2 separate regions of the Macaca mulatta genome follow, and region 2 is linked to region 1. The links are chromatin contacts, called in public Hi-C maps. All regions are on one chromosome and are shown on one strand. Each heading gives the region's core, a stretch centred on a gene start, on an enhancer-like site or on the middle of the called end of the contact. The rest is flanking DNA. Distances are from core to core; before and after follow the strand shown.

The links. A called contact is a pair of places that touch in the nucleus more often than the background predicts.
Region 2: a Hi-C map of cortical neurons shows a contact between it and region 1, with 3 times the contacts expected there. The contact joins the promoter of CCDC34 here to the promoter of LGR4 in region 1. A contact is called at or near these places in 3 of 14 Hi-C or Micro-C datasets (cortical neurons, fetal cortex germinal zone and liver).

The regions. Positions count from the first base shown.
Region 1 is chr14:37,809,046-37,815,574 of T2T-MMU8v2.0, forward strand. LGR4 (leucine rich repeat containing G protein-coupled receptor 4) reads left to right here and starts at 3,404. Exons shown (of 18, transcript NM_001265665.1): 1 at 3,404-3,978. The coding sequence starts at 3,794.
Region 2 is chr14:37,920,484-37,927,012 of T2T-MMU8v2.0, forward strand. It overlaps CCDC34 (coiled-coil domain containing 34), which reads left to right and starts at 3,358. Exons shown (of 6, transcript XM_001089845.5): 1 at 3,358-3,719. The coding sequence starts at 3,379. It overlaps LGR4 (leucine rich repeat containing G protein-coupled receptor 4), which reads left to right. Exons shown (of 18, transcript NM_001265665.1): 18 at 1-452.

The DNA of each region.
Region 1 (6,529 bases), core at 2,154-4,653:
AAGGGAAGTCCAGCTTATCCACCAGTCAACAAGCCCTGTGTGCTCTGCACAAAGACACCAAGGCAAGCATCACTACCATAGGGTACTTTCTTCATGGCCCAAAAGCTCCATGCCACGTATACAGAGGGGTTGCAGCCCAGTTCTACTTTTTATCTAGCCTGTGGATGCTGCAAATTTACTTATCCCAAACCAGCGAAAACTTTTTTTTTTCTTTTTTCTTTTTTTTTTTTTTTTTGAGACGGAGTCTCGCTCTGTTGCCCAGGCTGGAGTGCAGTGGCCAGATCTCAGCTCACTGCAAGCTCCGCCTCCGGGGTTTATGCCATTCTCCTGCCTCAGCCTCTCGAGTAGCTGGGACTACAGGCGCCCGCCACCGCGCCCAGCTAGTTTTTTGTATTTTTAGTAGAGACGGGGTTTCACCACGTTAGCCAGGATGGTCTTGATCTCCTGACCTCGTGCTCCGCCCGTCTCGGCCTCCCAAAGTGCTGGGATTACAGGCTTGAGCCACCGCGACCGCGCCCGGCCAACCAGTGAAAACTTTAAGAGGAACTAGTCTGTAGACAGAGACCATATTATTTTTTGCTTGCCATCAATTTTTATTTGATTTATTTCAGTATCTTTTCAGTCCTTATGGTTTATTTAAGAGCCGATCATTTTTCTCTAGTATCTGAGGTAGTATCTTAATCATTAGTTTTTTGGTTTTTGTCTTTATGCTCTCTTGGGACATCTTATTCAAGAGATGGAGACTGATTGACCAATTGATCTTTAATGCAAAGCACACAAAATGTAGCAAATAAGAAATACAAACACTTTAATATATCGTATCTTTTCTGTTCCCTACCCAAGTCTTTTGTTTCTGATCTTTTATCTTTCTGGCTAAGCTGCAAATTTGAATCTTCCTTTCTTACATTTGTTATCTAATAGACAATAGGAATTTATTCTTTAGTAAAATCTGCATCTTTCCTTTTTTCAAAATCTGAAACTCTCCTTTCACCTAAGTTTTCAGCCATAAGACTTTATTATTTGAAGACAAAGAATAAAGTTCTCCAAGTGTGGTTCATGAATCACCTGTGTCACTTTCACTTGCTGTGCAAAAAAATGCTGGTTTCTGGGCCCCACTTAGGCCTACTAAATCATTCTCCATTTTTAATCAAGATTTGCATGTAAGCCAGGCTCCATGGCTCCTGACTATAATCCCAGCACTTTGGGAGGCTGAGGCAAGTGGATCACTTGCGGTGAGGAGTTCGAGACCAGCCTGGCCAACATGAGAAACCCTGTCTCTAGTAAAAAAAAAAAAAAAAAAAAAAAAAAAAGGTAGCTAAACACGGTGGTGGGCACCTGTAATCCCAGCTACTGGTGAGGCTGAGACAGGAAATCACTTGAACCTGGGAGGTGGAGGTTGCAGTGAGCTAAACTGTGCCACTGGACACACTGAGACTCAGTCTCAAAAAAAAAAAAAAGAGACATCTTAAAGAACCGATTACAGAAACTAACTTTACAATTTCTTCCTTATTTCATTTGTTCATGAAATTTGCTAGAAAATAATGGAAATGATTTAGACGATGAAAGCCAACTTAGGGAAGGCTCCAAGAGCACCAGATTGGGAGCCAGGAGCCAGGAGCCCAGGAGCTGTTCCGTGAGGATGATGGGCAGAACACACTCTCTTGAGAGCCTCAGATTTCTTATCTATAAAACCAGAGTTGTCCGGGGATATTTAAGTTGTCTTTCAGCCCTACAGTGAGAGGAGGTATGTCATTCCTAAAACTTGAAATGAAGGCATATTAAACTCTCTAGCTTCTACACATATTTACTGTATGTGACTTGTGTGTCCAACTTGACATTATCTTTTAGATAAACTCCCAAATACAAAGATGATAGAAGTTTTTCATTTTAAACTTATAGGTCTGCATCAACCTGTTTCCATTGTTCTAAGTTTTATTTATATACGATGGCTAGTCAACTTTATATGATAATTATTTTTAAATCCTGCTTTTTTGTGTTTTGTTTTGAGACGGAGTTTTGCTCTTGTTGCCCAGGCTGAGTGCAATGGCGCCATCTCCAGCTCACCGCAACCTCCGCCTCCCGGGTTCAAGCAATTCTCCTGCCTCAGCCTCCCGAGTAGCTGGGATTACAGGCATCTGCCACCACACCCGGCTAATTTTGTATTTTTAGTAGAGATGGGGTTTCTCCATGTTGGTCAGGGTGGTCTAGAACTCCCAACCTCAGGTGATCTGCCCGCCTCGGCCTCCCAAAGTGCTGGGATTACAGGCGTGAGCCACTGGGCTCGGCCCGGCGAATCCTGCTTGTTTTAATGTATTCATTAAAAATGTCTCCATTATAGAGTAAAACAATGCCACAGCAGAGAGCAAGAAAGGAAGTACCCCTAAAGCAGTAGTTGGTACAGATAATGTGGGGTCCACAGATTCTGTGGGGTCTATTAGGCCACAGGGACTCAAAATCCAGCAGAGGAGAGAATGCTGATAATTACCTAACACCAATGTTGCTGCCGGCTTCTCAGCCGTAGTCACCTCCCACTCAGATGTTTTGGAAATTGTCCAGTGTTCAGAAACATCATTTTCTCTGACCTTTACAACATTCCTGTGTTTCAGGATTTTAAAGTGTGTGCGAAAGGAGTCTGATTTGCAGTCACCAAAAACACCAAATACAGAGAGAGAACTGGGGAGAATGAATTGCTAAGTAAGACTTAGCTACCAAATGCATATCAAGATAGGTGTAAAGATCCCAGGTGAAGTGACGCACTGGAGAGGGTACACTTTTAGCTTAGTGTATAGCTAAAATCCAAAGATGTGTGTCACATCGAGGGAAACTTTTTTCCTCCTCTTCAAAATCTTTTTTCCGTTTACAGAGCTCCAGACGTCCTCGCCCTTTGGAACAGCAGAGAGTCATTTGAAACTTAACTGAACGCTGGAGGGAAGTTCTACTTTCCAGGTCATCCAATTTAGGAGATCCAATTTCTGCGGAGGGAAGAAAAAGATGGCTGGGGGAGGGAAAAACTAGACCCCTTGTCCGCTTATCCTTCTACCTTCAATCCACAACCTGCCACACAAATCCAGCCAAGTCAGGGATTTTGCCTTGAACCACTACCACCACCACCACAACCACCACCACCTTGTCACTCACACCCGAGAAACACGCCCCTCTGGTCCTACTCTTGGCCAATGGCGGCTCTCTTCTCTGCATACTAATGAGCTCGAGACCTCCCCGGGCCAATGGCGCTCCGGGAGAAGGGGTAGTTTTGCATGTACCTAAGTGATTTGCATAAGCCAGCGGCCGGGGGCTTGGGAACCAGAGCGTGCAACCCTAGAAGGGAAAAGGACGGGAAGAGATTGATCCGCGGCGGGGAGAGAGCGAGTCAGAGTCTGGGTGTTTGTGCGAGAGCCGCGGCGGGGGCTGGGGCGAGTGGCCGGCATGGCTGAAGGCTGCGCTCTGCAACCTTGAAGAGCCGCTGCATTGGGAGGCCGGGGACAGGGAGGCGGGTGCGATGGCAGAGTGCGGCCCCCGCCGCTGCGCCGGGCCGGCCCTGCTGGCCTGAGCCGCCGGAGGAGCGGGGCTGCCTCTGCGCGTCCATGGAGCAGCGGGAAGGGCGAAACTCCGGAGCTCCGCGTCCCTGCGCCGCTGCGGCGGACTGCTGAAGGGGCCGAGCCTGCGCGGACCGCCGAGGAAGAGACCCCTGCCCCAGCCCGCAGGCCGGCTGCCCAGGGGCGGAGGGGGGCGTCGGAGGGCAGCGGAGCAAGCGGCGCCGCGGGAGAGGCCGGCGCGGGAGGCGGCCGCAGCAATGCCGGGCCCGCTGGGGCTGCTCTGCTTCCTCGCCCTGGGGCTGCTCGGCTCTGCCGGGCCCAGCGGCGCGGCGCCGCCTCTCTGCGCGGCGCCCTGCAGCTGCGACGGCGACCGTCGGGTGGACTGCTCCGGGAAGGGGCTGACGGCCGTGCCCGAGGGGCTCAGCGCCTTCACCCAAGCGCTGTGAGTGCGGGCGGCGGGGACGCGGGGGAGGGGGCCCAGCGGGGGGCGCCGCGGGGCGGAGCCAGGGGTCAGTCCCACCCCACCCCGCCCCGCCGCCGCCCGGGCCTGGGAAGGGGGTCCGCCGGTCACCTGCGTGCGGGCTGACTGGCACCCACTCCTGCGCCACGGGCTTTCCGCACTTTGCCAGTCCGTGTTCGAGCCAGCAGTAGCTTTCGTTCCCAGACTTTTTGGGCATAAGCACCCTCCCACCCCACCGCGCACACCCCCAACTCACAAGGGCATCTGGGGCCAAGGAGGAGGAAGGAATCTAAACACGCTTGCCCCGGACAGCCTGTCCACGCGACCTTCCCTTCTCTTGCGGGCCCTCGCTCAGCTAGCAGGAGTTCCGCCACCGGCGGGGCTGAGGGCGCCGAGAACTTGGCCTCAGTCTGCAGACTGAGGCACGTCTCGTGGGGAAGCACCTGGAGCCTCCTGGGTTCCAGCATGTGAGGAGAAGAAACACCTGTACCTCAGTCAGGGCGAATCTCCTTCCAATTTGGCCCCATCCAGGTAGTGCGTTCCTGGCACCTACTTCCCCCCAGTTCCACTCGGGACTACCCCTCTAACGCCCAGGCTTCTGCAGCACGCAGGGGAGTCCGAGAAAACAAGGGAGAATTACAGGGTTCTCTTGGTGGAAATGATGTTACCCAACAAGGTCTTTTAAAGAAGGAATGCTGACTTGAGGTGCAGGATGTTGGAAGAGAAGCAAGTTCCGGAGCATATGCTCAACCCAGGCTGCAAGGTAGCAGCCGGTTTCTAATGCACCTTCACGCAACCAGCAGATCTTTTCTTTTGAGCTGTCTGAGATCGAGAGACACTCAAATGTTTCAGACTTCCGAAATCTCCCTGTTCATACGGGGACTTGAGAGCTTTAGATGTTCCCTTGAGAAAAGAAGAGGAATCTGAACTAGGTTGTGAGGTGGTGGCAAAGGCCACGGATAGAGGAGGAAGAGGGTGACTGAGGGCAGGGCTTGCGTGTTCTTATTGCTTCTTATGTTGCGTGGCCAGCTGAATGCTTAAATCAGGAGCAGTCAAAGAAACGTGTGAGAGAGGAAGGGCTCCTGAGGGGCCCTCGGGTAGACGGAATTTCCTTTTACCTATTGTGGAAGGGACCTCTTAGAAACAGAAAGTTTTAAAGGACCCTGTGAAGAAATCTTTATGCAGGCAGGAGCATTGCTGTATTTCCAGGTCGGTGGTGGCAAAGGTGTTCTCCCTGCCCTCTCAGAATGGACTTTTAGTGAGCATCGAGACCTGTTGTCTTGGAACCTGTTTCATTCTTTCACCTTCAGCCTTCCCCTCCCCATTTGTTATTTTTCCTGTCTCAGGTTAGTTTTAGTTATGTATTTGAGGTCTTTTTTTTTTTTTTTTTTTTTTTTCAGTATAGTGAAGTTTAACTTATATTGAAAAACAAAAGTTAACTTTGCGGTGAAGAGCATTTTGTTCACAAAGTTACATTAAGTGGGAAAGTTTGAGCAGGAATGAATTGAATCAAGAGAAAGAAGACCTGTGGAGAGGAAATGGGGCTAATTTTTCCCCAAGTTCTCTACAAACGTTTAGGGAATTTGTGCAGAAAGAAAGGTCCCTCTACCTGAACCTCTTGCAAGGCTCTGCATAGAACAGAAAAGCATGATTTTACTATTTTGACTAGTTGTAAAGACCTTGTTTGGCAGATTCCTCACATTTTAGTGAGCAGACTTGTCCTATAAGGAAAAGGGCTGTTTTACATTAGTATCTAAAACCACAAAGAAATAATCACATTTTTATGGGAACATACTCCTCTCTCCAAAGCATCTTCTGGTAGAACTCACTGAAGGTAGTGAAATGCTGTATCTTCAACTTTGGGCCTTAGATTAAGTTAGTGTTCATGGCTTAGGAAACAAAAATAATTGGTACCAGTCTAAATTGGAGTGCCTAAACTAGCATTATTTTAGCACTTTCTGAGCTTTGGTGCTGTGAAAATGTGTTTTATTTTCTTAGATTTGTGACCCATAGGTAGAGTGATCATACATTCTGGTGACTCCTTATTTCTCCCTACTACTCATTTCACCCTCAAAAATATATATAACCACCCTCTCTAAAAGGCTTTTCAAGAGCAGCATATTTGCGTTTTACTCATGGGGACACTAGCTCATTCAGTGATTCTCAAAAGCCATGTATGAAGCGAGGCCAGCGCTGCAGGTCTGCACACTCCAGTCGATCGTATATAGGACATGTTGTGATCAGCTAGGGTCTTTTTCCAAGTACTTCCAGTCTGTTCTCCCATCGCAGCTTTACTTAGCTACAGTTACACATCAGGAGACTAGTTCCGTGGTCTCTAAGCGTTTGTTCACCTATTCTTAATTTCTGGAGCATGTGAACCAAAAACCTCTGTAGTTATACAGAAAATTACAATCATGAAAGTAGAAGTTAAAAAGATGAGACTATAATTACTAATCAGAGTTCTTCATTTTCTTCTCATTGCTCAATGGCTTGTCCTGGAGTAGTGCTTTCACCTCCCCTGGGGACAGGGGTG
Region 2 (6,529 bases), core at 2,108-4,607, 110 kb after region 1:
CAGTAGCAAACCCACTGCCATATTAGTTATTCTGAATATACTAAAACAGTCCAGCTAGATTGCAGTTTAATAATTAAACTGTACATACTGTGCATATAATGAATTTTTATCTTATGTAAATTATTTTTAGAACACAAGTTGGGAAATGTGGCTTCTGTTCATTTCGTTTAATTAAAGCTACCTCCTAAACTATAGTGGCTGCCAGTAGCAGACTGTTAAATTGTGGTTTATATACTTTTTGCATTGTAAATAGTCTTTGTTGTACATTGTCAATGTAATAAAAACAGAATCTTTGTATATCAAAATCATGTAGTTTGTATAAAATGTGGGAAGGATTTATTTACAGTGTGTTGTAATTTTGTAAGGCCAACTATTTACAAGTTTTAAAAATTGCTATCATGTTTGTATATTTACACATCTGATAAATATTAAATCATAACTTGGTAAGAAACTCCTAATTAAAAGGTTTTTTCCAAAATTCAAGTTATTGAAAATTTTTCATTTTATTCATTTTAAATCTAGAATAACAGATATATAAAATGTGTTAATCTTTGTGCTATATGGTATGAAATACAGTATGTACTCAGTGTTTTGAATTATTAAAGTTTTTAGAAAGCAATCTATTTTGCCTTAATTTAAAACAAGGTATACTAATGAATTTAGTTTTAAAGTAAGCAAATTAAGTATTTTTAAGTGGACAGTATTAGAAGAAATGTTGGAAGTAACCATTAGAAAACACCATTTTGATGTTTATTTGTAAATATATAAGAACATTTTGCTGAAATTTAGAAAAAGGCTTTTATCCTAAGTCTGAACTATACTCATGGAAAACAGATTATGAAATTTCAGAAAAACCATTGATTCAATCTTTATCTAAAAAGCAAATGATTAAAAAGTCTGTATGATACTAAATGTAGTCAGTTGCCCAGATGCTTAGAAATACTTCAGTATTTACAATCACTAAGTCCTCATTTTACAGATGAGAAAACAAAAGGCTTAATGAAATTTAAGTGAGTCCCTGAGTCACAGCAAATTAGACCCCAAACCAGAACCCAGTGCCTCTTCATTCGGGACATAATTTTGTGTGTGTGTTTGTTTTACACTTCATATATGCTTGAAATTTCCATAACAGAAAGTAGAGTAGTATAATTACCTCACCTCCCCACCCTTCACCCCATACCTGTCACTGCTTTGACAATTATCTGCAGCACGTAGTGAACCTTGTTTCATCTTCATCCTATTCACTGACCCCCTCCAATCCCTCTGCCCCTTGCATTATTTTGAAGCAAATTTAAGACATCATATTGTTTCATCTGTAAATACTAATGTCTACGGATAAATTTTTACAGTTGCATAATATATTGCCACAGGGCTAACTGGTGACGGAATTATTTAAGCAAAAGTCCCTCTTATACAAGTTTCCAGAGCTAGCAAAACATAATTATCTCAAATATACCATAGTCAAAGTACCAATTGTATGAAAAGATGTCACTAAGTGAATACCCTAAAACTTAAGAGGAGAGACACTCTTTTACACATTTGTACATTTATATATAATTCTACCCATCTCGATTATGGCTTCTCAGCTCCAGTAACGAAAAGGCACTGTAAGAAATGAGACCGCTGGAGTTAATTATGTTCAAACACCAGCACCAGCACCATCTGACTCTGCCTTATAGCCTTGGGGGTTCCAGCATTGCTAGTGCATAATGTCACCGTTGGTCATAATGACCCTGGCGCATCAAGAAAAGGGTATACTTTGTTTAGGAAAACATTTTAAGGGGACAAAGAAGTATATGACATTTAGATTCCTATGCGAAGAGGTTAAAGTGAAGAAGTTCTGGAGTTTACACACAATTTTTCATTGTATCTGTCTGATCCTGAGCTTAGAAACTTTGAGAATTAATGAGATAATATGACCCTGTTAGGTAAATTTTTTCCCCCATTTTCAGAGGAGTGTTAGGAATGGAAAACCTATCAAGTACCAGGAAAACCACTGATTCCAGGTCCCTTTCATACTAGTGTTTTTTCCCACTACAGTTATGTTTGGTTATATCTATTGGCAAACAGCTTCTCAAGCTTACCTCTTTATGAGGCCCTCACACAGCCCAGTGCCTTTTGGTGTTACTGATTCTAGAGATGTTCTGATAAAAGGTTTTTAAATGCCAATATTGAATAACTAGGGTCGACAACGAAAACTCCATTAGGTCAGTGTAATTCCTTGATCAACTTTTATTAATTATTTGGAGTGCTCCAATTTTCTTCCATTTTCATTTTGTTTTCACCGAAATTTTGAACAAAATATTCCATTTAGATTTAACCAAGTCATATTTTATTAATTATAGCTCTGCCTTCTGAATTGTCTTTGGTGGCTATTACTTCTACCAAAGCTAATTCTCCTGTGTTAAATTTTGTAGATCTAGATTTCGTCAAAGAGTTTTGTATCACTGTGGTCCCTAAAGAGTTTGGTGTGCTGTGGTAGCCATGGTCAGTTTTCATTTGATATTTCTACCGGTAATATACATTATGAACTGGACAAAAACCCTATTTATTTACAAATGTACAGTTTTGTCAGCATGAATAAAGCATCCACCTCTCCTTTACTACCTTTATCCCCATTCCCGAGTGACCCTAAGATCCCATATAAAATGCACATCAGCATATTTACTGAGGTGATTTTTCGCCACAAAAGGATGAGGAACTTAAGGGAGAGACTTTTAATAATCTATCCCTTGTGCTTTACGCAGACCCTACCGTACACTAGAGGCTTCGAAGACGTCAAAAATTCATACGTGTAGACAAATTATGTCCCTTAACGTGCCAGGCAAACGAAGTGCTACCAAACACGCAAAGACTGTCCTAAAAGTGCGTTCTGGAATACACCTGTAAACTTGGATCTAGTTCGCTCCCCTCTCCTCAAAATATATCGGCTTGTGCTGAAAGAAATCAGACCGATGCTCATAATTCTGACCCCTTATATAGGGGGTAGTTTTGGTTTCTGCTACTTTCCCTGATTCAGTGACAGGTAACATATTTCATGTACCAAATGAACTGCAACACCACGGCAAACAAGGGACAGGCCCTCAAAGTTGTCGGTAGGGAGCCAGGACCCCGCCCGTGGCGTGGGGAGGTACCGTGCTAAACAAGCTTGCAAACAGCAGGCACCTTCCTGCTACAGAGGCGGAAAGGCTGGCCAAGAGAGGCCGGGGCGGAGGAAGCCAAGCTCTGCAGGCCCAGACAAAGCCCTCCCGGCCTCCACGCGTCGCCATGGCAACGCAGGGTCTGTGCCGGCCGGGATTGGCTGGTCTGGCGCGCGCAGTGCCTGCTGGGAAAGCGCGTCCCCGCCGCGGCTCTGCCAGTTTGAACTTGGCGGGCCAGATGTGGGCGGCGGGGCGCTGGGGGCCTACTTCTCCTTCTTCCTACGCTGGTTTCACGGGTGACTGCAGACCCAGGTCACGGCCCTCCTCGGGTTCCTTCTCCGTCCCTATGACGGGCGCTCGTGGGCAGGGGTTGGAGGTGGTGCGCTCGCCGTCGCCGCCGCTGCCGCTGAGCTGCAGCAATTCCACCAGGTCACTGTTGTCTCCCCTTGGCCACCAGAGCTTCCAGTTTGACGAGGACGACGGTGACCGGGAGGATGAGGAAGACGTGGATGAAGATGCCCATGATTCAGAGGCCAAAGTGACGAGTCTGAGAGGAATGGAGTTACAGGAGTGCGCCAGGTAAACGCGAGACTGCCCAGCAGATTCAGCCTTTTTCAAGATTCCTTAGACCCTCTTAAGTACCCCCTTCTAACACCCTCCTGCCCTCCGACCCAAAGACAGAGCAGGCACTTGCAGACTGAGGTGCCGTGTTTTTTGTTTTTTGGTTTTTTTGCACATAAAGAGCCCTGTGCAAATTCTTGCAAATGACGGTAGATTTCCTACGGCTCTTAATCCTTTTTTCCTGACATGTGATTGCTGCGGTCTCACTTCCCAGAAAAACTCACATAGTCTCAAACACACAAAACTTTGCTACCATTTCAAGCGTTCTATGAATCCTTAAAAGCCAGATTGTGAACTCCAGAACTCTTATCCCAAACCTGAACACCAGAACGTGGTTTACTGCACCTTAGTAGTACCTGTGGTTGGTTATTCTGAAAACATACTGATGGCTAGTGAAGGAGGTTGTAGTAAACAGGTCACTTTTTATAACACAGAGTGCTGAAGCACAGAGATTAGCAATGTCAACCTCAGCATGTGGCGACGTGGTTAGATAGGATCTGAGTACGCACAGAGGAATGGATGTCATTGTATCAAAGAATGTTAGGATCAATGGGGTTATTAAAACTACTTTAATTTGTTTATTTCTACTGTTATTTACTCAGCAAACATTGTGTGCCACATATTAGTCTAGGTACTGGAAACCATAAACAAGATACTGGTCTCTACTCTCATGGAATTGAATCCTAAATCAGTCCACTTATTTTACAGATAATAAAACCATGGCTCAGAATGCTAAAAGTGACTCAAAGGCGCGCCCCTAGTTATTAGCAGACCTGGGTCTACTACGAAGATAGACCGATGATGTTCTCTTTCCTAAACTGCGTGCCTAGTACTGAGTATATAGAAATGGAACAAAGGGCCTATCCCTGTAGGAATATTTCTGAGACGGGCCCAGTAATGCAGCTCCATTCTGGGATAGACTTACTGCGTTTTCTTCGGAAATCATTTACAAGTTTCTGATTGTCAGGCTGTGTAAGAAGGCACAGTACAGGAGGTCTGAGAAATACAGGCCAGAGAACCCATGCTTTATGTGTAAATAGCAAGATACCCCCTTCAGTATAGGGTGTTCATATCTAGCATGAGTGAATGGAATATGGAACCCGTATGAAGTAACCCATATACATGGTTACAGGAGTGAATTAGTTACGGATGAGAAGTGAAAGTAACTACATTGGTGGGAATGGAGATCAGAAAGAGTAACCAAGTAAGCCACTCATCCAGGCTGGTTGTAGCAACAAGAAACAGGCCTCCTCTGATCAACCTGATAGTAAAATTTAATGGTGGAGTTAGGGTTTCAGTAATCGGTTTTCCTCTGGGCCTTTGTAGGTATTCTTCAGGACTGAATGGGTCTCAAAGGTATTTAAAGTAAATTCGAAGGCTTTGGGAAATACTTTCTGAGCATAATCAACTGGACTAAGCAATCTGGACACAAAGTTAGTGACCTGCAGAATAAATGACCATCAGAACTATCGCTCAGCTACTGAAACCTTGCATTAGTTTCCAAGAGCCAAAGCCCTGACTAAATGGAGCCTGCCAGGGGAGGAGGCAGATGTATGTATGTCTCACTTACGCAAAGCCAGAATCAACTGGTTAGCACCATAGGGCTAAGGCTGCCTTCCTTATCACATTTCAGTCCCTATGAATTAAAGGAGTAGCTGGGACGTGGGCTTGAAAAGAGAATGCTGAAGTTATCAAGCGTTGTGTGTGGCAAGTATCAGACGCTTATTAGGTGCTCAATAAATGTGCTGACTGCATGCCCATTTCCCACTTCCTAAAGAACAGATACATGCAATGATCATTGTCAAATGCTTTAGAAACTTAGCACTTCCTTTCAGGAAAGGTAGGTGTTTAGAAAATTTCCTCATTCCTCCTCCTTACTATGCTGACCTCTGTTTGGTGCCCTGGACAGCTTGTGGGTGACAGGATGAAGAGAGCAGGCAGCCTAGTCATAGCCCTTTCATTATTCTGAGCTGCGAGTATTCTGTGGAGCAGACAGCAACCTAGAGCTGTGTGGGATTTTATGCCTTTTCTCCATGCCTCACCTGCCACATTGATCTGACTGGCAAAACGAATCGGGTAAGGCTTCTTTGAGCTAGACTCAAGCATCAGCTGCACATAATGGATATTACCTCAAGGTATTTTTGGTATAAATAGTGCCATATTTAGAAGATGCATTGACCTTCAAGGGTATTGGTCAGAACTGAGATTAAGCTCAAAGTTAGCTTCAGAGAAGATAATGAGAAGCGTTTTTCTGGAATATTTTATAATGTGCTCTGGGCTTGCTGTTTATCTATTCAGCTTTATCCTGGTTTTTCTACCACTATCCATTAGGAAAACCATGCTGTAATTAATATCTTGTTCACAGATAGCCGCTTGTCAAGCCTTTCTTGATTATAAGTAGAGCTGTAGTGTGTGCACCACGCAGTTTGAACACATTTGTTACAAATATTAAGGCAGAAAATGTAACATTTAAAGTGTCATTTCTTAAAAGAAAAACCCACTGATCTGATTGTCTTTCAACAAATGTTTCCTAGGACACTACTATATTCTAGACCGTAAAGCCAGGCTCTTGAAATTAAAAAAAATGAGTTAAGATATGTTTTCTTTAAGGAACTCGGGGCCTGTGGCAGAGATGAACAAGTGACAGGAAGCCCAAGAGTTTTACTGGCAGTGCTGGAGTTGAATTTTGAAGGGACAGTAGGAGTTCGTCATAGTAATAATAGTAAATGACTTACTAAGTGCTTAGTGAGTGCCTGGAACTATATTAA